7 separate regions of the Mus musculus genome follow, and regions 1, 2, 3, 4, 5 and 6 are each linked to region 7. A link is a contact called in public HiChIP or PLAC-seq and promoter capture Hi-C data. All regions are on one chromosome and are shown on one strand. Each heading gives the region's core, a stretch centred on a gene start, on an enhancer-like site or on the middle of the called end of the contact. The rest is flanking DNA. Distances are from core to core; before and after follow the strand shown.

Region 1 (2,700 bases), core at 136-2,635, 750 kb after region 7:
CTCAGGGGGTTGAGGGTCACAAGCTGGACCACGATCTGATTGCTGAGCCCTTTCTCTATAGTGCGTCTCCAAAGCAAATTTACAAAGTATACAAATCCATTAGAAGACAAACCAGAAGCCTCCTAAGGGTGGCTGTCCGTCTTTCTGTAGCGGCATCTAAGACCCAGGATGGCAAGTTCTATAATGGAAGTAGCCCTGGGCTACCTTTGCATCAGTCACTGTATTTCTTCAAGTCATTACCTAATCCAAGTCTTTATACCTTGTTCTTCTCTTCCCACATAAGAAACTACCCCCAACTCCAACCCAAACCAAACTCTGCAAAACATCTACTTAATAAGTTTGATGTATATAAACGTGCTCAGCTCCTTTCTAACCTGAAAATGCTTCCAGGCTGACATGTTACATGGCGTAGTGATCACAACTGTGTCCAAGGTTGGCTTTGGGAGTGTGTAGATCCCATGCACCTCCACACAGGATCCAACTTTTGAAAGGCACCCAGGCCAAGATGGGTTGTGTGCTAAGTAAGTACCCCGTGGTCACTAGCCTGGACTTTCTGTAGTTGGTAGTGATAAGAAGGCTGAAACCCACGGTCTTGCACATGTTCTCTATGAGCTCTGGGCAACCCCAGTCTTGACATTGTTAGTAATTTCATCTTTGACCCTGTGTTCTGCAAGTTCAGTCTGATGGAAAACAGGAGCCTAAACAGGGGATCATGGACAGAAAACATTTCTAATGGCATTTTAAAGCAGCTTCAGGGATGTGAATATTTCTATTTTGTGGTAGGACCTGTTAATTATGTAACAAGCACTACTAGTAATCCTCCTTCACAAATGGGCTTATGTGCTTGGCCACTGTCTTAGTCAGGGTTTCTATTCCTGCACAAACATCATGGCCAAGAGGCAAGTTGAGGAGGAAAGGGTTTATTCAGCTTACACTTCCACATTGCTGTTCATCACCAAAGGAAGTCAGGACTGGAACTCAAGCAGGTCAGGAAGCAGGAGCTGATGCAGAGGCCATGGAGGGATGTTTCTTACTGGCTTACTCAACTTGTTTTCTTATTGAACCCAAGACTACCAGCCCAGGGATGGCACCACCCACAAGGGACTCTCTCCACTTGATCACTAATTGAGAAAATGCCTTACAGCTGGATCTCATGGAGGCATTTCCTCAACTGAAGCTCCTTTCTCTGTGATAACTCCAGCCTGTGTCAAGTTGACACACAAAACCAGCCAGTGCAGGTACTAAACACACTTCTCCCTGTGTTAAATCCACCTTTGATGGGATTTTTCCTGTCTGTCTCAGGAGCACATGGAAGGCAGGGTAGGCAGAAGGCTCTCTATCTACATCAGTGAAACCAGCCCGCCACTCCAGTTAGGTTTCTGTGATGAAAGCTGCTACGCTTTCCCAGAACACTGTGAAAACCATCACACTCCTCTTGCTTTGGCAAGCAACAAAAATAATGACCTCTGCCTTATTTGCTTTCGAGAAGAAACACTTAGCATTTTAAAGCAATGAGAATCGGCTGAGGTATTAGCTTTGTATTTGAAGGGCTTTTATTTTCTTTGAACTTTTTGTTAAATCTGAGCATCAAAGCATGTTTTCAAAGTTTACCGTTCCAGCATCTTAGATTCCAAACAAGGCAACTAACTTTTCCTAAGGGCTGAATGCTGCTTCACGGCAATGATTAATCTGAGTCAACAAATGACTGAGGCAACACCCCCCAACTGCTTATCTCTTAGTGTGAGCAAAAGCAGCTAGCAGCCTCCGGTGGTCCAGAGTGCAGTAACTGAGCTCCAGTTTCCACCACAGATTCTGAGGGCTGCTTCACCTTCTATCATTGCTACATCCTCACACTGGTCCGTCAGAGGCTCCGTCTGAGGGTACAATTTATATCCTACCATGCAAGTTCACTATTGGCATCTGTACCCAAGATAATGCCACAAAGAGCCAAACAGCTATTAATCCCGTCTACCACATTTGCGGTTGTGCGTATGGACACTGCACAAAGGCATGGTGGGTAGAGTGCTGCACAAGCCCCATCACAGGAGTTCTATTGATAGAGATCATGGTGGAAGGAGAGGACTGGCTCTTGAAAGGTGTCCTTTGACTTCCACCATATGCACAGGTGCATGTGCATAGACACACACACAAACTCTAACACACTTACTGAAGACACAGATATACACCCAAACAATAAAATAAAAAAGTCATTTTTTTATGAAGAAATGAATTGAATGAATGTCTCTCTCATAGGACTACAGGTTCAACAATTTTCCCCATTTGGTGACTATAAGGTAAAGAACTCAGAAATGTGTCCTGGGCTACTAGGAGAGATGGGAGACCCAGGGCACTCAGGAGACAGTGAAGGTCAATGTAATAGTAATGATAACCTCTTTCCATTCAGCTGTCCTCTCTCTTTGTGGAGGAACATGAAACTAACGGCAGCGGCTGAGGGAAGGAAAGGCTTTGAGCTACAAAGGTTAACTGTTCAGCGTTCAGGACTGGGAAGCTGAACAATGCAAATGGGGTGTGGGGAGATGTCAGAAAGGTTGTGAGAGCCTCAGCTGCAACTTTTTCCACTAGCTTCAAAGAAGTTGTTGATGTTTAACATTAGCGGTACTAACCTAAGAAAGCCCGAATGGACGATGTTGAGATATTTTAGGCAGAGTAATCAAGACACGGAGAGCATACTCTATTCAC
Region 2 (2,700 bases), core at 29-2,528, 990 kb after region 7:
AAGCATTTAGGAAAAACCTCAGCCACGGAACAAGGTCTCTTTTCAACAAACTAGCCTGCATCTTTTAATTGTTCCTCCTCTCTCGGTTTTTATTTGGAATTTAGCATTTATTTTCAGTATAAATATTTTCAATAATTCAAAAATGATTTTCAACATCAAAGTTTTGGTGGCATATGCTCTTTGTCTACAACTAATACGTATTTTCCCCCTCACCATGTTAGTGTTCTCTGCCATAATCCCACCACAGAAATCCTGTCACAGTACAGGAGGCAAGAAATTCTCCATCAGGATGCCCACGTGGTCAGTGCTGGTGAGCACCCTGCTTTGGTTACAGATGGCCAGTTTCATGGCTGCTATTCATACAGCGGACAATGAGACAGGAAGCAAGCCTTCTGGCTGCTCTTCTTCTAAGAGACTAGTCTTCTGAAGGCCCCCTATCCTCACAACCTCACTCACATCTAAGCATCTCACAATGGTCCCATCTCCAGTGTCACCACATTGATAGTTCAAGCTTCGGCATACAAACTCTTTAGGGGACAGATCTCAAACCACAGCACTTATTTTATGAGCCTTGAAATGAATCCACATGCAGATTCTCTTCACGGAGTAAGCAGAGGTGAACACCTGCAGGGGCCGAGGCTCAGGCTAAATGTGAGGTATTTACTGATGAATACACTGTTATTGGAAGTCCTGCTATTCCCAGATCCTAGATGTAAATGACTGAGTACAGCTCTATCCTCTAAGGGGACACTCCAAAACCTTCACGTTTCTAAAACTTCAGATAATACCAAATCCTATATGCAGTATATTTACCTTATACATACATTCTCATGTCAAACCTTAATTAATACATTAGGCATAGCAAGCAATTAATAACAGGTAATGAAACAGAGAGACTCAATAGGATGACTTCAATGGAATAAAACTGCCCACATCACTAGCTTTGCGCCTTTCAGCCCACTGTTAAAAATTATTTGAATATAAGCAATGTAATACTGTGACAGTTGATCTAACAGGAGCCACTAAGCTAAATGACCTTAGCGATCAAGGAATATATATATATATATACAGCATACATACACCAGACCTAAAGGGGATTCATATACTACTGGAGTGTGGGAGACAGTTCAAAATCCATCTTGCAGCTCAAAATAGCATGCAATTTAAACTTATTTCTGGAATTTTCCATTTAGTGTCTTTGGATTCACACTCTGCTGTGTTGACTCACCGCAGCAGCCACAGAGATATGTCACTCAAACTTCCCTTCCACAGAAGTACAGTTGATGTGTCAGCTCCCAGCTGCCACAACTTTGGGCTCACCACAATATTTGTGCTGAGCTGTGTATCTGCCAAGGCCCAAAGTTAAGAGGCCTGGAGGTGAGATAGTTTCCTTCCAACATGGAACTTCTTAGGGAGGCTCCACCTGCCCAGCATCAACCTCCTCAGAGCCGTGTCTAGAATCCATCTTCTCCAGCCCTCTTCCCTCCCCACTTTAATAGGTATCTGATGAACAGAGGCTCTCTCTCTGCTCCTGCTGGTCCCCATTATTGTCTGGATCTGAAATGTGCCAACAGGTTCAGGTGCTAAAGGCTTAAATCTCCAGCAGAAGGCATTATCTATATGTTCAAGGAACTTTCGAAGGTGAAACCCCATAGAGTAAGTAGAAGTAGGTCAATGGGGCAGCTTTTCCTCTTTTAAGATCTCTTCTCAGATATGTGGTCACCATGATGTGGTGACAGTGATGTGGTCACAGTGAAAACGAAACTAATAAACTCTCCCCCGCCCCCTTCAGCCACCCCCATACTCCTCCAACTCAATTTTGAAATGCCAAACCCAAACTTGCTGTTTGCATCTCAGAAGACTAAGATTTCTTCATTTTTCTGGGGACAAACACCCACCTGTGATATGCCACTAAGCAAAAGGTGGAATAACTTTAGCTCTCATAACGGAAAACTAAAGGAAAAGCGCTCCCTTGCATACAACGGAACATCCAACATCCATGTACGACGTGCCCTGTGCCAGATGCTGTGTGTCTTAGTCAGGGTTTGTATTCCTGCACATCATGAGCCAAGAAGCAAGTTGGGGAGGAAAGGGTTTATTCGGCTTACACTTCCCACATTGCTGTTCATCACTAAAGGAAGTCAGGACTGGAACTCAAGCAGGGCAGGAAGCAGAAGCTGATGCAGAGGCCATGGAGGGATGTTACTTTCTGGCTTGCTTCCCCTGGCTTGCTCAGCTTGCTTTCTTATAGAACCCAGGACTACCGGCCCAGCGATGGTCCCACCCACAAGGGGCCTTTCCCCCTTGATCACTAATTGAGAAAATGCCTTACAGCTGGATCTCATAGAGGCATTTCCTCAATAGGGGCTCCTTTCTCTGTGAGAACTCCAGCTTGTGTCAAGTTGACACACAAAACCAGCCAGTACACTGTGCAACAGGCCCAGAGATGTGAAGACAAACACAGACACAAGACCAGCTCCTGTTCTCAAGGACGCTGGGGACAGTCTGAGTTCTTATATTTTCCTTGGAATTCTGCATTATTCATTTTAAACCATCTCCTTAGGCTTTTTGGATACATTTGATACATCCTCTGTGAAACTGGGGTGAGAAAACAAAATGACTTTGGGTAAACCTTGGGCAATCCTTACTTAAAACCATCATTTGACATTCAAAAGGAAACAGTATCTCCTGCCTACAGTC
Region 3 (2,700 bases), core at 160-2,659, 920 kb after region 7:
CGGGAGTCCTCTCTTATCTGCAAACAGTAAGTTCTCAAACTCCCAGTAAATGGCCTGCACTGTGAGTAGCAGTGAACCCCACACGCACCACGCTCTCTCTTCTAGACATAGTTATGATAAAGTCTAATTTGTACACGAGATACTGAAAAGATATTAGCAATACACCATGAAAGCAGAACAATTATAACGATACACTGTCATAAACCGGCAGCTTCATGCCATCAAGTACAATAGGGTAGGCTGAGCCAAGGCATTACATCATTAGGACAATTGCTCGGATAACACAGCACTTCCAAGTGGCCAACAGGTGGGTGCGTATGCAGTGCCAATCCCACCCAACAAAGTAATGACTCTCATCCTGAGAGAGGCAAAGCAGGAGGGTACAGGTTTGCAGTCCAACTTCTCAGACCGCTGTACAGTTTAACGGCCATGCAATGTTTATTTGGGCAAGGCCACCCATTCAGTATTTTCAAATGCCCTTGAAATCAGTAACAAGAAGCGCATAAAAGGTAAGTAATGGGGAAATAGTGTATAGCCCGCACCCCCAAAAAAACCCTTTAATCTGTTGTTGTAACAGTTATCTTAAATATTTGAAATATGTTAAAGTGAAGAGACATTTTCATAATTTATTTTCAAAAGAAACTGTTGGCAGCAAGGATTCAAACGGTCCTCTGGTCAATGATTGAGCTATCTCAAAGCACACTCTCAGGATACTTTCTAACAGAGTGAGCAAGCATCAAATGCTGAAGGTTTACAGTCTGAGTCATAAAAGAAAAACAGCTAAAGAGCTTTTCAACTGGCGACCAAGTTCCACTCTGCATGGAGGTCAACCAGATGAACTTAGAAAGGAGATGAAGAGCATGGTGCTGGCCTGGTTGTTTGTTTGTTTGTTTGTTTGTTTGTTTGTTACAATAAATGGTATCTATAAAAGAGCTTCAATCTTTATTTCAATACCAATTTTAATACTGAAATTAATATTCAAATATTTTAATATTTGAAATTTCTTTTCAAATTCCAACAAAATACAAAAAGACCGAGTTTGGGTCTCCTTCCACCCTACTCTCCAACCAGGGATCTTAATGTGTACCTTAAAGAGAGACCAGAAGAAGAGAAAAACCTAAGGGCAGGTCATTGGAAGAGGCCCTGTGCTGGCACCTGCCTTCCCGCCTTCCTGGCCCTCTCCGCGCGTTGGCGTGCTCCAGGCGGTTCATACCATCCCACCTTTGGCTCGTTTTAAAAGACCCGGCGTGAAAATGTGCTGACGGAGCTTCGGGAATTGCAAGCATAAGACAAAAGGGAAAGGAGAGGAAACACTAGCCAGGAATTCACCGAAGCAAGCAGCATGGACGTGTCTGGGTGTTCTCCAGGTAATGAGAAACATCTCCCCGAAGGCAGGCCAAGGGAAGTGCGTTCAATGACTGTTCTTTTAACACGCCTTTCGGGTACATGTCTTAAGGCTGGTGTCACAAAGAAGCAGGAGGGGCTGCTTGCCCCTGCTTCATGATCACACTAGCTCCGAACATAATTAAAACTAATCCTTTTACCTGCCTACACTTCTTACAAGCAATCTGTCTAGTGCATACATTAAAAAGGTCTGGATGCTTTGCACCAACAAGATTCAATCAGTACCTTAACATTTTAGGGGGGGAGAGGGGGGAGGAGGGATGCAAGTCCAAACAACATCGGCTCGTTCGCTTATTTAAAACATTCAGCAATTTTAAAAGGCTTAGAGAACACGGAGCATAATGGCGTATCAAAACGACAAGCCTTCCATCAGACACACAACAGCCAAATTTGCTTACCTGGAGCTTTGAGAGGCAGCCAAGACATGAAAAAGCCCACAGAGGGAGGACTTATGCCGGGACTTGCATGAAGAAGAGGGTGTAGAAACAAGAGTTTGCAAACTGACTGAGCTACTCGATATTACTCAAGGGGGGGGGGGGGGACGCTCTCAGAACCAGTCGATAAAATTATAACCCAGCTCCAAAAAAAGGATGACCTGTAACCTGCCCAGAGGTTAAGCAGAGGTCAGTGCTCCATTAACCTCACACTCATAAGATGCAGAGAACCTTAAGTCAAGTGCCAGGAACATACATCTTACTTTTGTCTGTTGGTGACAAAATTTTCCTTATACAGCCTCAAGTATTTCTCTGTAATCTATCATACATAAGACAAAACAGACGTCACAAACATTAACAAGAAAAGTGCCTATCTTCCCAGATTTGTTTTCACTACTTTCTTGGAGTTCAGTGGGTGGGCCTGGTATAAGCATCACCTATAGCATCCTCACCTATAGCATCCTTGTGTTTAGGTCTCTCATGAGACGCCTGGTATCTATCTCAACAGCATGGCTCGCACTCAGCTCATGCCTGCGGCTCGCCACTGAGAGGAGCCAGGCATCCCCAAGCCCATTAGTCTCCGCTTGTTTCATAGACCTAGGCTGTCCAGCCTCCCTAGTTCATTCACTCCACCAACACTCCAGGTATCACACCATGGCCATAGAAGGAGCAGGCTTCGGAGGTTTTGAAGTCTGCCAGGAATTCTCTGCCTACTCAGAACCACCTGCTGAACACCTACTTCCTTGTAACACTCTAGTCTCAGCAATGCACCAATGCAAGGGTGCACTGAAGAGCCTTCTCATTCTTAAAGGCTGGTCCCCTTCACCTCTGTCTGATAGGGTGCCCCAGCCTCCAGCCCTCA
Region 4 (2,700 bases), core at 129-2,628, 900 kb after region 7:
CTTACATCCCACTATGCCATCTCCTACAAGATTAATGACCACAACAATCACCAGCCTCCTCTACACCACCATGTCACTCACTTTTTGGATTCACATGAAGACTGGGTCACACTGTCCGCAACTCTTCCTCATCCCTTAGGCTCCTCGTGACTAGACATATCTCTGCGTGAGTATATATATATATATGAATGACAGACAGCACTACACAGCTATGACTGGCTGCTTTGGTCTTTGTTTGGGGAAACAAGGCTCACTCAGCTCTTCCCATGTAGTTCCTCTGGACCAGCTTCTGGAGGGCACGGGGACTGGCCCCACTATGTGAACCAAATTACCATAAATCCTAAATACAACATGAAGTGTGCGAGGCTGCAGGATGGCTCAAGGAGTAAAGATGCTGGCCACCAAGACGAAGGACCTCAGTTCTTCCCCATGTGGTAGAAGTGAGGAGCTAACTCCCACGAGTTCCCTATCTTCTGGCCTCTACAGATGCTGTGCCACGCACACATACTAGATAGGTAGGCAGATAGATACATAGATAGACAGACAGACAGGCAGATTTTGCCCAAAGTTATGCAATTTCATCTCCATGCTCTCTTTAAAATCCAAAACACAGCAACTTTATACCCAAGCCCACCAAAATCTATGTCATCTTTTGATTCCTGTCGGTGAGCCTCAGACACTGACAGATGACAACTGAGCGATAACACTCTGCTCTCTTTCCTCTTCCATTCCTCCCCAGAGTGTCAGCTCTGTCCCATGGCTGAGTCACACAGCCTGTAATGTCACCCAGCATGACAGTGCCCTGGGCTCGCTCCACCACTGTCCAGAATTCCCCAGCTCTGTAGTCCCCACTGCTCCGATGGAGCCCAAACTAAATCTGAATGATAGAGAAAGCCTCCTCCCTCTTCCAAACTTAGACTAGGGGGAAACAGCACCGTAGAAGAGAAACACTGGACTCGTAGTACGTACAAAAATATATATATATATATATATATTTGAAACCTATCTCAGAAACCTAGGAATACATATGTATTGAAAACAAGTGGCATGGTTCACAGAGAAAGTGTTATATTTTGAGCCAGCTCCAGAGAACTTTTAAGTACGTGCCATTTCAGAGCTGGGAGGAATGTTCGTGCTTTGTAAATCGGCTCCCCAAACTGTACAGAGTTTTCATTTGTTTCTTGTTTTAAAACCTAATGAAGCTTTGGATCTTATAGTCAATTTACTTAAAATTACTCACTTTGGCCTCTAGACTATACTGTACCAAAGGTCACTGGGTTTGTCTCCTACAGCAGCCCTCGCATTGTTAAGAGTAAGCCCCTTTCATGGCTGTACAATGCGAGACACAATGCTGTCGGCAGTCCTGACAGCGAGCGGCAAACTCGGGCTTCATTCCCAGGCCAGACACTGCGGCATTGTGTGACTCTGCTCGAGCCCATAAACCTATCCGTGCTTCAGCTTCCCCATGATTAACCAGTAACATTTAACACTATCTGCCACTTCCTTTCTTCAGGAGGATGTTAGCAGGCATGAGTTCAATGCTTTATGCTCCTCAGAAAGGCGCCAGATGGACAAATAACTGCTCGCCGTGATGCTCATTTTCCTAAGGTATCTTGGCTGCCAGTTAGCTTCTCTGGGCAAGGGTCTGGCAGCCCAACACACAGCCCAGCTTGGAGCCCCTTCTATCAGCGCAGCGCAGCCCCTCATATTCCCAACCCCGCCCCAGCTCTCAATCCAGGTTCTGCACACAAAATCCAGGGCCCTGGGCAACAGGAAGCAAGGAACAGATCAGTGTGAATTGTAATCCCACTCTCACGGGTACCGCTGTCACCGTCTCCCATGCCTAGACTGTCGCAGCCTTTTTCCACGGGGTCAATTATTACTTGTTCCTTTTTGAAAAGAGGAAGGAGGTCATGTGTATTGAGAATAAATTATTTGAGAACAAATAAAAGGTTAAGGGTAAAAGCAGGGCTTTGGATAAAAGTCTGGTAGCCAGCCCGGCAGCCAGCCCTACAGTTAAGATCCTCAGGGTCTTAAGCTTTGCCCGTTTTTGTTGGGAACAGGGTTAGACAGTTGGCAGATGCAGCGATGCCGAGAACACAGTAGGTACTTGTTGGCTGTCTGCATAATGAACCAGCGCTGCAAAGTCCTCATTTGGCATGTAGCTATGGACTTCATTGGCCCTTGAGGACCCCAGCTATCCTCTGAACCACGCAGTAGTCCTTCAAACACTGCAAACACTTGACCATCTTACACTATGACCTTGGTCTTCCCTTCCCTATCTACTGGCTGAGCCTCTGTTTAAAGTACTGTTGGGAGGGCACGTCTTCAGCCTCCTCTTCATTCCTTTGTACTATATACACTGCCAGTGCTGCAGGTAAGACTCCTGTGTGTGTGTGTGTGTGTGTGTGTGTGTGTGTGTGTGTGTGTGTGTGTGCGCGCATACGTGTGTGTTTCCCCGATTGAATTTACCAGCCGACAGAAATATGCACTCGGACCCAAGGATAAATCTATTTTTGGTTTCATTGGTAGTTTTCTAAAAGTTAAACTTTTATAGATTCTGTAGGTGGCCAGGCATCCAAACAGCCAGAGAATTGTCCTGGCACCACATATTTCTGGATGAGAAGCTGGCTTGCTGAAAAGCCCTGCCCTGGCATCCAGCCCCTGCCCTGCCAGGATTCCCTACCATCCCGTGGCATG
Region 5 (2,700 bases), core at 104-2,603, 790 kb after region 7:
GATGTGTTTTGTGGAAACTATAAGCCACTTGGTCCATTTTATAGGAACTATGGCTCAATTACCATAGACATTTAACCTAGTCTGGAACTTGTCCTCCTGCATGGGCCTTCCTGAATGGGGACTATAGCTGCCCTGCCACCACACCCACTTAAGATGTCCAACTCACTGGATAAGTGTTGGCTTGGGTCCTTCCTGTGTTTATGTGACTCACAGAAGGTCTGACAAAATTCTGATTTTGTGTTTTACTACATTCTCTTTAAACTTCACTGTGCACTAAAATCAGACTTGGCTGGGTACATTCTTCCTCAGAGGCATTAAGCATGCAGTCCTGTTTGTTAAAGCATACACACTTCACTTTGTCCCTGAGGTCAACACGTTTGCATGAAATGACTGCAGCTAATAGCTTTGAGCGTTCGTCCACAGTTCCCAAGAAGAGGATAGCAGAAGACTGGTCGGAAAAGAACTAGCCACCCGTCGGCAATGAGTTCTAAATCCTGAGTCAAACACCATCTACCAGGCCCAACAGAGTCTCAGTGTTACACTGAAATGCCCCAACTGCTCTGCTGGTCTGTGCTTCCTTTGAAAGGTTCAACATATACTCTAAATTCCTTTGGGTGACACGGGTATAATTATTGCAAAGTCTCAATGGTACAGAGGAAAGGATCGGTAAGTTTTATGAAATGCAGTGAAATGTGATTGTCACTAGTGCTCAGCTCAGTTTGTAGACCGTCCCTAAGAACCAGGCTTGGCTTCACTTTGTAACTCCTAGGGCCCCAGCTGGATCCTCTTCAGGACCGTATTTTATTCTGATTACTGCTCCATCAATGCCTGGGAGGGAAGAGGAGCTCCAACCTCTCCTCTGCTTAAGTCAGCCAAGAACACATTCTGTTGGAGAAAGTAATATGCTAAGAGGCTTGGAAGCCAAGGAAAAACAGAGACACATTGCAAGACAATACATAAACCGGCGAACTTAGCCTCTCAGGGAAACCGTCTTCACTCTCATCAAACTGTGTATTATCTGGCAATATGAATCGAAAACCTATTTATAGAGTAGTCACCCTCAATCTCTTATTGCTAAAACAGAAGTAGTAAGGGTCAAAGAATGTGAAATCCTAGAAAACCCACTTTTTTTCCCCCCAAAAGCCATTTAATACGCTTCGGATGCAGATCACTCCCTTGTCAATGGTTCTTTTGTCTTTCTTAAAACTACATCTGCACAACAACCAGGTCACCTTGAATTTCAAGTACAACACGGCCAATAAATTGAATTTAACATCTTATTATCCATAATTACCATAAACAGGAGGCAGGTGTGACCCTTATTGTCATGCCTGGAAGAACTGAGGACAGAAGGGTTAGTCTCCTCGCTCAAGGCTACGGGTTTGAGCAGTCTACAAGCTCAGTAGGAGACACAAGTATGAACTGGCTATTAAAATATTATTGCAATCATATGCTTCTTTAAGAATTAATTCCTCCGTGTCAAGAGAGGAATAGGCTCTATTCATCCACCCCGATCTCTAGCTCTGGATCGCATACTAGGAGTTCAGAGTTGAATAGAGAACATACATTGAGGGATACTAGGAGAAGCAAGTGCAGTCCCACGGACTCTTAACCAGGGAACCCTGGATGATCCAGAGGGAGCAAAAGGCAAAGAGCAAGGACTTAAAGGCAGAGCAAAAATGAGCAAAGCACTCTTTTTTTTTTTCTTTTTTTTTTTTTTTAAGACAGGGTTTCTCTGTGTAGCTCTGGCTGTCCTGGAACTCACTTTGTAGACCAGGCTGGCTTCCAAATCAGCAATCCGCCTGCCTCTGCCTCCCGAGAGCTGGGATTAAAGGTGTCAGCCACCGAGAGCTGGGATTAAAGGTGTCAGCCACCATACCCGGCTGCAAAGCACTCTTGGTAACAAAGCCAACGGGTGATTTCTTAATAGTCAAAAACTATTTTGACTATTACAAGAGGGTCTCAGCAATTTTTTTCTTTCAAAATGTAATTAGGGCTTACTCCCCTCCCATGGGATCTTCTCTAATACAGTATGCTGCATATCAGGAAAGTCTTCTAGACATCCAGTGCCATAATCATTTGTCTGTTTCATTGTTAAAAAGGCAGACTTGGGACAACACAGGGACTGTCCCTGCATTAGTCTGCTTTGTGTTGCTGCAACAAACTATCTAGATTGGGTAATTTTATAAAGCTCAAGAACACGGCACTAACATCTGATGGGGGAATTCCTGCTGCACGGCTGCACGGTGCAGGGTATCGATCACATGGTGACCGAATGAGTCTACCACCTTGTGATTTGTTTCCTCCTCTTAGTATTTCTCCCCGACATAGGGTCTGGCTGTATATACCTGGCTGACCTGGAAGTTGCTATGTAGCTAGATTAGCCTCGAATGTAGACAGCTGCCCACCTCTGCCTCATCACGGCTGGGACACCACTTCTTTATTACTTTATTTTTATTTATTTGTGTGCGCGTGCGTACCCATGCACATTAACAAGAGATCCCACTTTTGCAAGGACAGTCAGGGCACATAAGTACCATTAAGTCTAAGATTCTGTAATTAAAAGTGGAGTTCAGCAGAAAAGCTGGAATCAGGGCTCAGGCACATGCCACTTAGTTCCCTGTTCCTTCTTAACAGATAGAGTCTTGGAATACACGAACTCCAGGACTCTATCCAACCTACCTTACGGAATGGGTAGGG
Region 6 (2,700 bases), core at 168-2,667, 950 kb after region 7:
TGAGAATGCACAGAGGTGACCGACCGATCGTCTGCAGCCTAGAGGGACAGCTCTCTCATTAGACAGCGCTGCCCTGTGAGGAAGAGAGTTCAGACCAGAGAGGAAGGTGGATCTCAAGAGGAAAAAGGGTTGGGGGGGAGGGGGAGGGAGAAAAAGCAGGGATTTACTTCGAGGAGCCAACAAGACAGACAGGCAGAAGACGGACAGGCAGACTAAAACTTAATCAGTTGATGGCTGGACTTATGGATTGGGTCCATCTGCCAAGATTCCAAAGGATTTCACGTGGCTCAAATACGTAAATACAACAAACAGCGAGATGGAAAATAGAAATTGTTATAAATCAGCATCTAGGCTCAGCAAGTTAGAGATTGGATTGTGGAACTCAAGCGGGACCTGGGGACTGAAATTGAAAATTTGGACACCGTCAGTGTGAAAGTGACCGCTGTCACTGCCCCTTGAGAGTGGGAGTGGCGGGACTGGGGTGGGGGCGGGAGCGGACTCTCATTTTTTTTTTTCACTTATAACAAGCTTTTGTCATTTAAACTTTTAATCAGCAGATACATCCTACTTCTTGAGATTTTTTTTTTTAATATATCCATCTTTTTGGAGGAAAGAAAAAATAATGAAACAAAAAGAGCAAGGTTGGAGCAACAGACGTCATCAGGCATTAATTAGTCCTTAGGTACGAACGCGTACTGCATGTGATCAGTTAGTTAGCCAGGCCTGGAAGGAATCACAGTAACTCTGCTCAGAATCCTGGCGTGGCCGTTTTTCTTCAGGGCCCAGGAGCCAGTGGGAAAGGCACGGGCAGGCAATTAAATGGGATTTAAATGTCTCCTCTTTCGCTGATTCCAGGCTGGGGGATTAGGGATGTTCAACTTTCCAAACGACAGAAAGAACATTGGTTCTGTGGGTGTGGAGGCTGAGCGGTCCGGGCTCATCCTCTCTCCAGTCCATCAGGGAAAGAAAGAGACTGTCGGCAAGAGGGTCCCTCCACGCCTGTGCGAGTGACAGGGTGTCTCCCACGAGAAGCAAGGGAGCATGGCTAAGCCAACTACCCTCCCTGCCTCGAGGAGGCTCTGCACTGTCTTCTCTTCATCCTCTGGCCCTCTGAGAGGCTGGCACTACTGTGAGGCTCCTTCACTAAATGACGAAGGAAAGTCTTCCAGGCTGGAAGACTGGCTGGTAGTCACTGCGAAAGAACCATCTATCTGAAAGGTTCTAAGACGGGCATTGCTACATCTCAGGTTAGAGGTGAACTAAAAACCGTAACAGAATCACTAAGTTCTACAAACTAGTCTTGTAAGTAGGAATGTCTCAGGCAGGTCAAGCAACACAGCTCATCTCTCCCGAACAGCCAAAGATGCAGTGGGGCAGCCGCGTTAGGGCACCCGACAGGACAAAGCACGTGACCCCGTGACGGCTGCGCACATCCTAAAGCCACGCAGCCTCAACACTTCCTGTACACTTTCCGGGTGTGAACTCTGTAGTATGCCGATAAACAAGAAAATACACCACAAACACTTCCTCTTAGAAGCTTCCAGCAACCATCTGTTTCGTTTTAATTTTTCCACGTTTGTATCTCTTCCTGTTTCCCTTTGGAATCCACTTTTTTTTCTCTGTGACCCGTGGAAACATCCTGGCTTCTCTCTCCTCTGCATGCTCCCAACAGGGCAAGCCTGGGTAGTTAGCCTGCTTTCCGTAAAAACACACATTTTCCAAACCTAGATTTGAATTATTATTATTATTATTATTATTATTATTATTATTATTAGAAATTAAGTGGGAGTCCCTGGCCATGTCCAGGAACTTTACCACCTGATTAGTGCCCTAACCAAGATAGGCTTTCTGTTGTCTCCTGAAAACTCAAGCTATGGTTCCAACAAAAGGACTGAAGGAAAGTCAAAGGCCCACTAAGAGAGGCATTAAGAAACAGATAATGTTCCCAGAAGAGAAGACAACGAGGCTGAGTTAAAACGATAACCTGAAAAACTTGTCAGAAAGGCAGAAACCACATCCATTTTAGTGACGAGAGTTCAATGTAGCAAGCAAGTTAAAAATGAACTCACGAGCTGGACAAGCAAAATGGAGACAGTCAGAGCCCAGAGATGATCAAAGGAGACTCGGGAGGTTGTGGAGCCTGGGGGAAAGGCGGCTGGCCAGAGGAGAGGTGCTGCCCAGCGGATGTCTGGGAATCCGAAATGAATCGGAAGCCTGTGACTCGCCATCCCTCAGGTGAATTTGTTTCCACTTGGGAAAAGCACGTGGAAGGGTCTGTGAGGGGTCACACCCTCTCCCGTCTGGAGGGACATCTTTGACAGTCTTATAGCATAAAGGCCACTTCTGCCACCTCGGCTGTCAGTGGTCATACCTCAGATGTCAGCACTCATTCCTCCACTAAGCCTTCTCCAAGTGTCTGGAGACGTGAGCCATGAGGTGACAGACTCTGGAACTCAGTCGCTCAAGTGTGGCCTGCCTAGAAAAACCAGACTCAGCGTATAGCAAAAGCCTGTGGGGGTGGCTAATAAGCTGAAGTCATACTAAGAGTGCAAGGTTTTGTTTTTCCTCCCCTGATAACTTGTATTTTCTTCACTACCAGTTCCAGCACACATCCTCTGAGGGGAATTGCACAGTATTTGGCTGACTGCACCCGCCCCCTGGTGGCTACCCCGGGGTAAGGCGATAAGCCAGGAAATCCTG
Region 7 (2,700 bases), core at 42-2,541:
ACTCACACGTAATTTACACATTTTAGAAACCTTTACATGTTCATCATATGCACTCTATAACGTTAGCTACCCAGGATGGAGACTCTCTAGCTCCTTCCACAGCTCTGACGCTTTGATTTCCTGTGGCACAGAAATGGTCTCCGAGCGAACTCCGGCTATTTCAGCACTTTTTGCAAAATACAACACGTCAATCTGAAAGGAGAGAGGATAGTCTAAATAACCCGCACCAAGAAGGCTCCTCGCTCCCCAAATGCAATGGCTCACAAAACTTCAGTATTGGCCTGGTGGTGGTGACACATGTCTTTAAACCCAGAACTGGGGAGGCAGAAGCAGTCAGATCTATGTGAGTTCAAGACAAGCCTGGTCTACCAGAGTGTAGTTCTGGAGAGCCAGGACTACACAGAGAAACCCTGTCTCGAAAAACATAAACAAACAAACAAAACACTTCCATATATCTATAGATTCATATTTGAGACAAACGCTTTAAAATCACTTCTGATTTCTGCCTACTGTTCAGACCTCTCACAATCTCAAGCTTGTGTGGCAGCATTAAAATCCTACTAAATTTCCTTAGAAAACATGCTAAGTCTGACTTGACACGGAATCGATTCTTCCATCAGCCGCGAAGCAGAGACAGAGGTCTGAGTCAGGGGGTGGATTACACAAGTAAATTAAATAACCCAGTCAGCAAAGGCCTAGCTTTCATTTCACAGTGGTCAAATGACCTTTGATTCCGTCCTACATTACGATTGAGTTACAAAACACAGAACATTTGACATGCAGCAAAGCAAATGGGCTTGAATTACAGGATCAACTGGTAGTTTCTAGGCCAAACCCGTGTAATCAGCCTGGGAACTAAGGGACCTGACTGTGCACAAGGTCTCACCTGTCACTCAGTACAACTCGGTCTCTCCACAATAATCACGGCTGCTGCAAACTATCCTGAGCCTGTCAATCATTGGGTGATGCGCATTTCCTCACAATAATTCCTAACTAGGAGCGTTTTAATTTTAAAAAGTGTCAAAATAAATCATCCGGAATGGTAGGGAAAAAAACCGTCTAGGTAATCGGTCGTGAAGGCCATGACCTGGACACCAGAGTTCGGGGACAGAACTTGACATTCAGCGAGCAGCAGGCGCAAGACCCGGAACCCGGGAGGAGTTAGAGAGGAAGGGGCGCCCCAGCCGCGCGAACCAACTCTTACCTGGCACCTAGGAACCATCCCGCTACACACCGCGAAGCCAGTTCTCCAACCCCTAGAGGCGCCGGTGACTCAGAGCGCATGCGCAGCCGGATGCTCCACCTTCTGGGTGGTGCTCAACCCCGGGCGTGTGGACACTGCGCCTGCGTACACTTCGCTCCGCCCCGCCACGCCTCCTGCACCCACAAAAGTTTACTCTGCTTTTGGATCCCAGTGCTGCGACCTCTTGTGTGACCCGGCAGGGTGGCCTTCCCCAGGCTAACCTATGCGGCCCCTCCATCCAGTGTGGGATCCGGGTTCTTATTCGCAGCGTGGAGACGGTATCTGACTGTCACTTCAGTGTTTTAGGCGCTCAGGAGTTTCTGAGCCAGCGACCCCATCCAGACTTCCTAGGTACACATCTCTGCCTTAGTTGTCGCGTGGGTACGTGGATTTAAGTGGCCCTCGCTGGGCGCTCAGTCCGGGTTAACCGTAACTGTGTTCCAACTGTAATCTTAGTAAAAACCTTACCTTTCAGTTGAGAGTGGCGGGGGGCGTGGCTGGGTCACCTGCTGTAGGAAGTCTCACCGAGGAGATTCTTGTGCCAAATACATTTGCCAAAATAGTAACAAATACGGAAGGAAAGGACATTTCACGTTCTGTGTCAAGCTATGGGAACGTAAAAATTGGGTAATAAATTTCCAGAAGGAAAATAGTTGGCAAGATGGGTGTACTCAGTTCAAGGAAGAAATAGAAATGCAGAAGGGGAAGGGTGGGCAGAGGGGAGTAATAAGCCCGATTATGATTTGCATCAACATTTATTTTGATAAGGTTGCTAAACATTAAGGTTAAATATTTATGTCCACATGCTGTTAGGTAAACGAGGAAACTGACAGTCACTCTGGGCTCCTGGGTCGTTTCCAGTGACAGCAATGAGCAATATCTTCAATAGGCTAAGAAACAATGCATAGTTCAATGTGGTTTTGCAAACAAACTGGTGCATATAAAGGCTAGAGCCTATCATTCCTGCTTGGGGGCGGAGAGGGCAGGTGGGACCTCAAAAATTGCCTAAGAGCTCTTCCTAAAAACTTCCTTTGGTGGACTCAGAGATGAGACAGGGTTAAGCCTGTGCTAGGCTGCTCTGCCAGAGGACGCAGGTTCAATTCCCAGCATCCACATAGGCGGTGCTCAGACACTCATACAGGCAAAACACCCACACACATAAGAAATAAAATCTTAACAAGGACAAAGACAAAGCTCAATAATGTTTTACTCTATTCAAATATTAAAAATCCAATTATGAGACCATGACATCAGGATAATGCCATTCATTTTGAAAATATCCTCTTTATTCTACAAGATTCTTAGGGCTGAGATGTTGCTTAGTGTAAAGTCACAATCCACAGCACTGAACAGTAAAAATTTTTAAAATTCTTTTACAAGTTAAAAGAAATAATGTTTTCAAATGGCACACATTTTCCTGCGGTTTTTCTGTTGATGGATTTAACTTAATAGCTTAG

What was found. Promoter capture Hi-C pulls out the DNA fragments that hold promoters and counts their contacts. HiChIP or PLAC-seq counts read pairs in DNA pulled down with a chosen protein or histone mark.
Region 1: a contact with region 7 is called in a promoter capture Hi-C map of liver, with 4 times the contacts expected there. The contact joins the enhancer-like site here to the promoter of Mocs2 in region 7. A contact is called at or near these places in 13 of 39 promoter capture datasets (the 3T3-L1 cell line, 3T3-L1-derived adipocytes, the C10 cell line and 9 more), 2 of 484 Hi-C or Micro-C datasets (the HPC-7 cell line and liver) and 3 of 115 datasets of contacts at active chromatin or transcription factors (astrocytes, bone marrow-derived macrophages and liver).
Region 2: a contact with region 7 is called in an H3K4me3 HiChIP or PLAC-seq map of bone marrow-derived macrophages, with 4 times the contacts expected there. The contact joins the enhancer-like site here to the promoter of Mocs2 in region 7. A contact is called at or near these places in 4 of 39 promoter capture datasets (3T3-L1-derived adipocytes, the HPC-7 cell line, cranial neural crest and 1 more) and 2 of 115 datasets of contacts at active chromatin or transcription factors (bone marrow-derived macrophages and embryonic midbrain).
Region 3: a contact with region 7 is called in an H3K27ac HiChIP or PLAC-seq map of large pre-B cells, with 9 times the contacts expected there. The contact joins the enhancer-like site here to the promoter of Mocs2 in region 7. A contact is called at or near these places in 4 of 39 promoter capture datasets (cranial neural crest, embryonic stem cells, liver and 1 more), 2 of 484 Hi-C or Micro-C datasets (B cells and embryonic stem cells), 8 of 115 datasets of contacts at active chromatin or transcription factors (bone marrow-derived macrophages, craniofacial prominence, embryonic basal ganglia and 5 more) and 2 of 9 other capture datasets (embryonic stem cells and macrophages).
Region 4: a contact with region 7 is called in an H3K4me3 HiChIP or PLAC-seq map of forebrain, with 7 times the contacts expected there. The contact joins the enhancer-like site here to the promoter of Mocs2 in region 7. A contact is called at or near these places in 6 of 39 promoter capture datasets (cranial neural crest, embryonic stem cells, liver and 2 more) and 6 of 115 datasets of contacts at active chromatin or transcription factors (bone marrow-derived macrophages, differentiating embryonic stem cells, forebrain and 3 more).
Region 5: a contact with region 7 is called in an H3K27ac HiChIP or PLAC-seq map of embryonic stem cells, with 2.2 times the contacts expected there. The contact joins the enhancer-like site here to the promoter of Mocs2 in region 7. A contact is called at or near these places in 9 of 39 promoter capture datasets (the 3T3-L1 cell line, 3T3-L1-derived adipocytes, the C10 cell line and 5 more) and 2 of 115 datasets of contacts at active chromatin or transcription factors (astrocytes and embryonic stem cells).
Region 6: a contact with region 7 is called in a promoter capture Hi-C map of liver, with 5 times the contacts expected there. The contact joins the enhancer-like site here to the promoter of Mocs2 in region 7. A contact is called at or near these places in 20 of 39 promoter capture datasets (3T3-L1-derived adipocytes, the C10 cell line, the HPC-7 cell line and 12 more), 3 of 15 datasets of contacts at CTCF or cohesin (the NIH/3T3 cell line, embryonic stem cells and stem cell-derived epiblast-like cells), 12 of 484 Hi-C or Micro-C datasets (3T3-L1-derived adipocytes, B cells, CD4 T cells and 6 more), 13 of 115 datasets of contacts at active chromatin or transcription factors (bone marrow-derived macrophages, craniofacial prominence, embryonic basal ganglia and 8 more) and 4 of 9 other capture datasets (adipose tissue, embryonic stem cells, liver and 1 more).

The regions. Positions count from the first base shown.
Region 1 is chr13:114,064,221-114,066,920 of GRCm38.p6, reverse strand. The region is part of intron 4 of Arl15 (ADP-ribosylation factor-like 15); the gene reads right to left. Among named protein-coding and RNA genes, the nearest start is that of A430090L17Rik, 86 kb to the left of the region's middle. Within about 2 kb of position 1,385, at least 10 of the 459 cell types and tissues checked have an H3K27ac peak or open chromatin away from gene starts, as enhancers often do. A contact at or near this core is called in liver, where this site is marked.
Region 2 is chr13:113,827,844-113,830,543 of GRCm38.p6, reverse strand. The region is part of intron 1 of Arl15 (ADP-ribosylation factor-like 15); the gene reads right to left. Among named protein-coding and RNA genes, the nearest start is that of Arl15, 35 kb to the right of the region's middle. Within about 2 kb of position 1,278, at least 70 of the 459 cell types and tissues checked have an H3K27ac peak or open chromatin away from gene starts, as enhancers often do. A contact at or near this core is called in bone marrow-derived macrophages, where this site is marked.
Region 3 is chr13:113,895,725-113,898,424 of GRCm38.p6, reverse strand. All of the region lies in intron 1 of Arl15 (ADP-ribosylation factor-like 15), which reads right to left. Among named protein-coding and RNA genes, the nearest start is that of Arl15, 100 kb to the right of the region's middle. Within about 2 kb of position 1,409, at least 9 of the 459 cell types and tissues checked have an H3K27ac peak or open chromatin away from gene starts, as enhancers often do.
Region 4 is chr13:113,916,954-113,919,653 of GRCm38.p6, reverse strand. All of the region lies in intron 1 of Arl15 (ADP-ribosylation factor-like 15), which reads right to left. Among named protein-coding and RNA genes, the nearest start is that of Arl15, 120 kb to the right of the region's middle. Within about 2 kb of position 1,378, at least 56 of the 459 cell types and tissues checked have an H3K27ac peak or open chromatin away from gene starts, as enhancers often do. A contact at or near this core is called in forebrain, neural tube and oligodendrocyte precursor cells, where this site is marked.
Region 5 is chr13:114,025,099-114,027,798 of GRCm38.p6, reverse strand. All of the region lies in intron 4 of Arl15 (ADP-ribosylation factor-like 15), which reads right to left. Among named protein-coding and RNA genes, the nearest start is that of A430090L17Rik, 130 kb to the left of the region's middle. Within about 2 kb of position 1,353, at least 8 of the 459 cell types and tissues checked have an H3K27ac peak or open chromatin away from gene starts, as enhancers often do. A contact at or near this core is called in embryonic stem cells, where this site is marked.
Region 6 is chr13:113,869,343-113,872,042 of GRCm38.p6, reverse strand. All of the region lies in intron 1 of Arl15 (ADP-ribosylation factor-like 15), which reads right to left. Among named protein-coding and RNA genes, the nearest start is that of Arl15, 76 kb to the right of the region's middle. Within about 2 kb of position 1,417, at least 125 of the 459 cell types and tissues checked have an H3K27ac peak or open chromatin away from gene starts, as enhancers often do. A contact at or near this core is called in B cells, the HPC-7 cell line, adipose tissue and 5 more, where this site is marked.
Region 7 is chr13:114,816,828-114,819,527 of GRCm38.p6, reverse strand. Mocs2 (molybdenum cofactor synthesis 2) reads right to left here and starts at 1,291. Exons shown (of 6, transcript NM_001113374.1): 1 at 1,205-1,291. It overlaps Gm34790 (a long non-coding RNA gene), which reads left to right and starts at 1,304. Exons shown (of 3, transcript XR_382937.4): 1 at 1,304-1,594.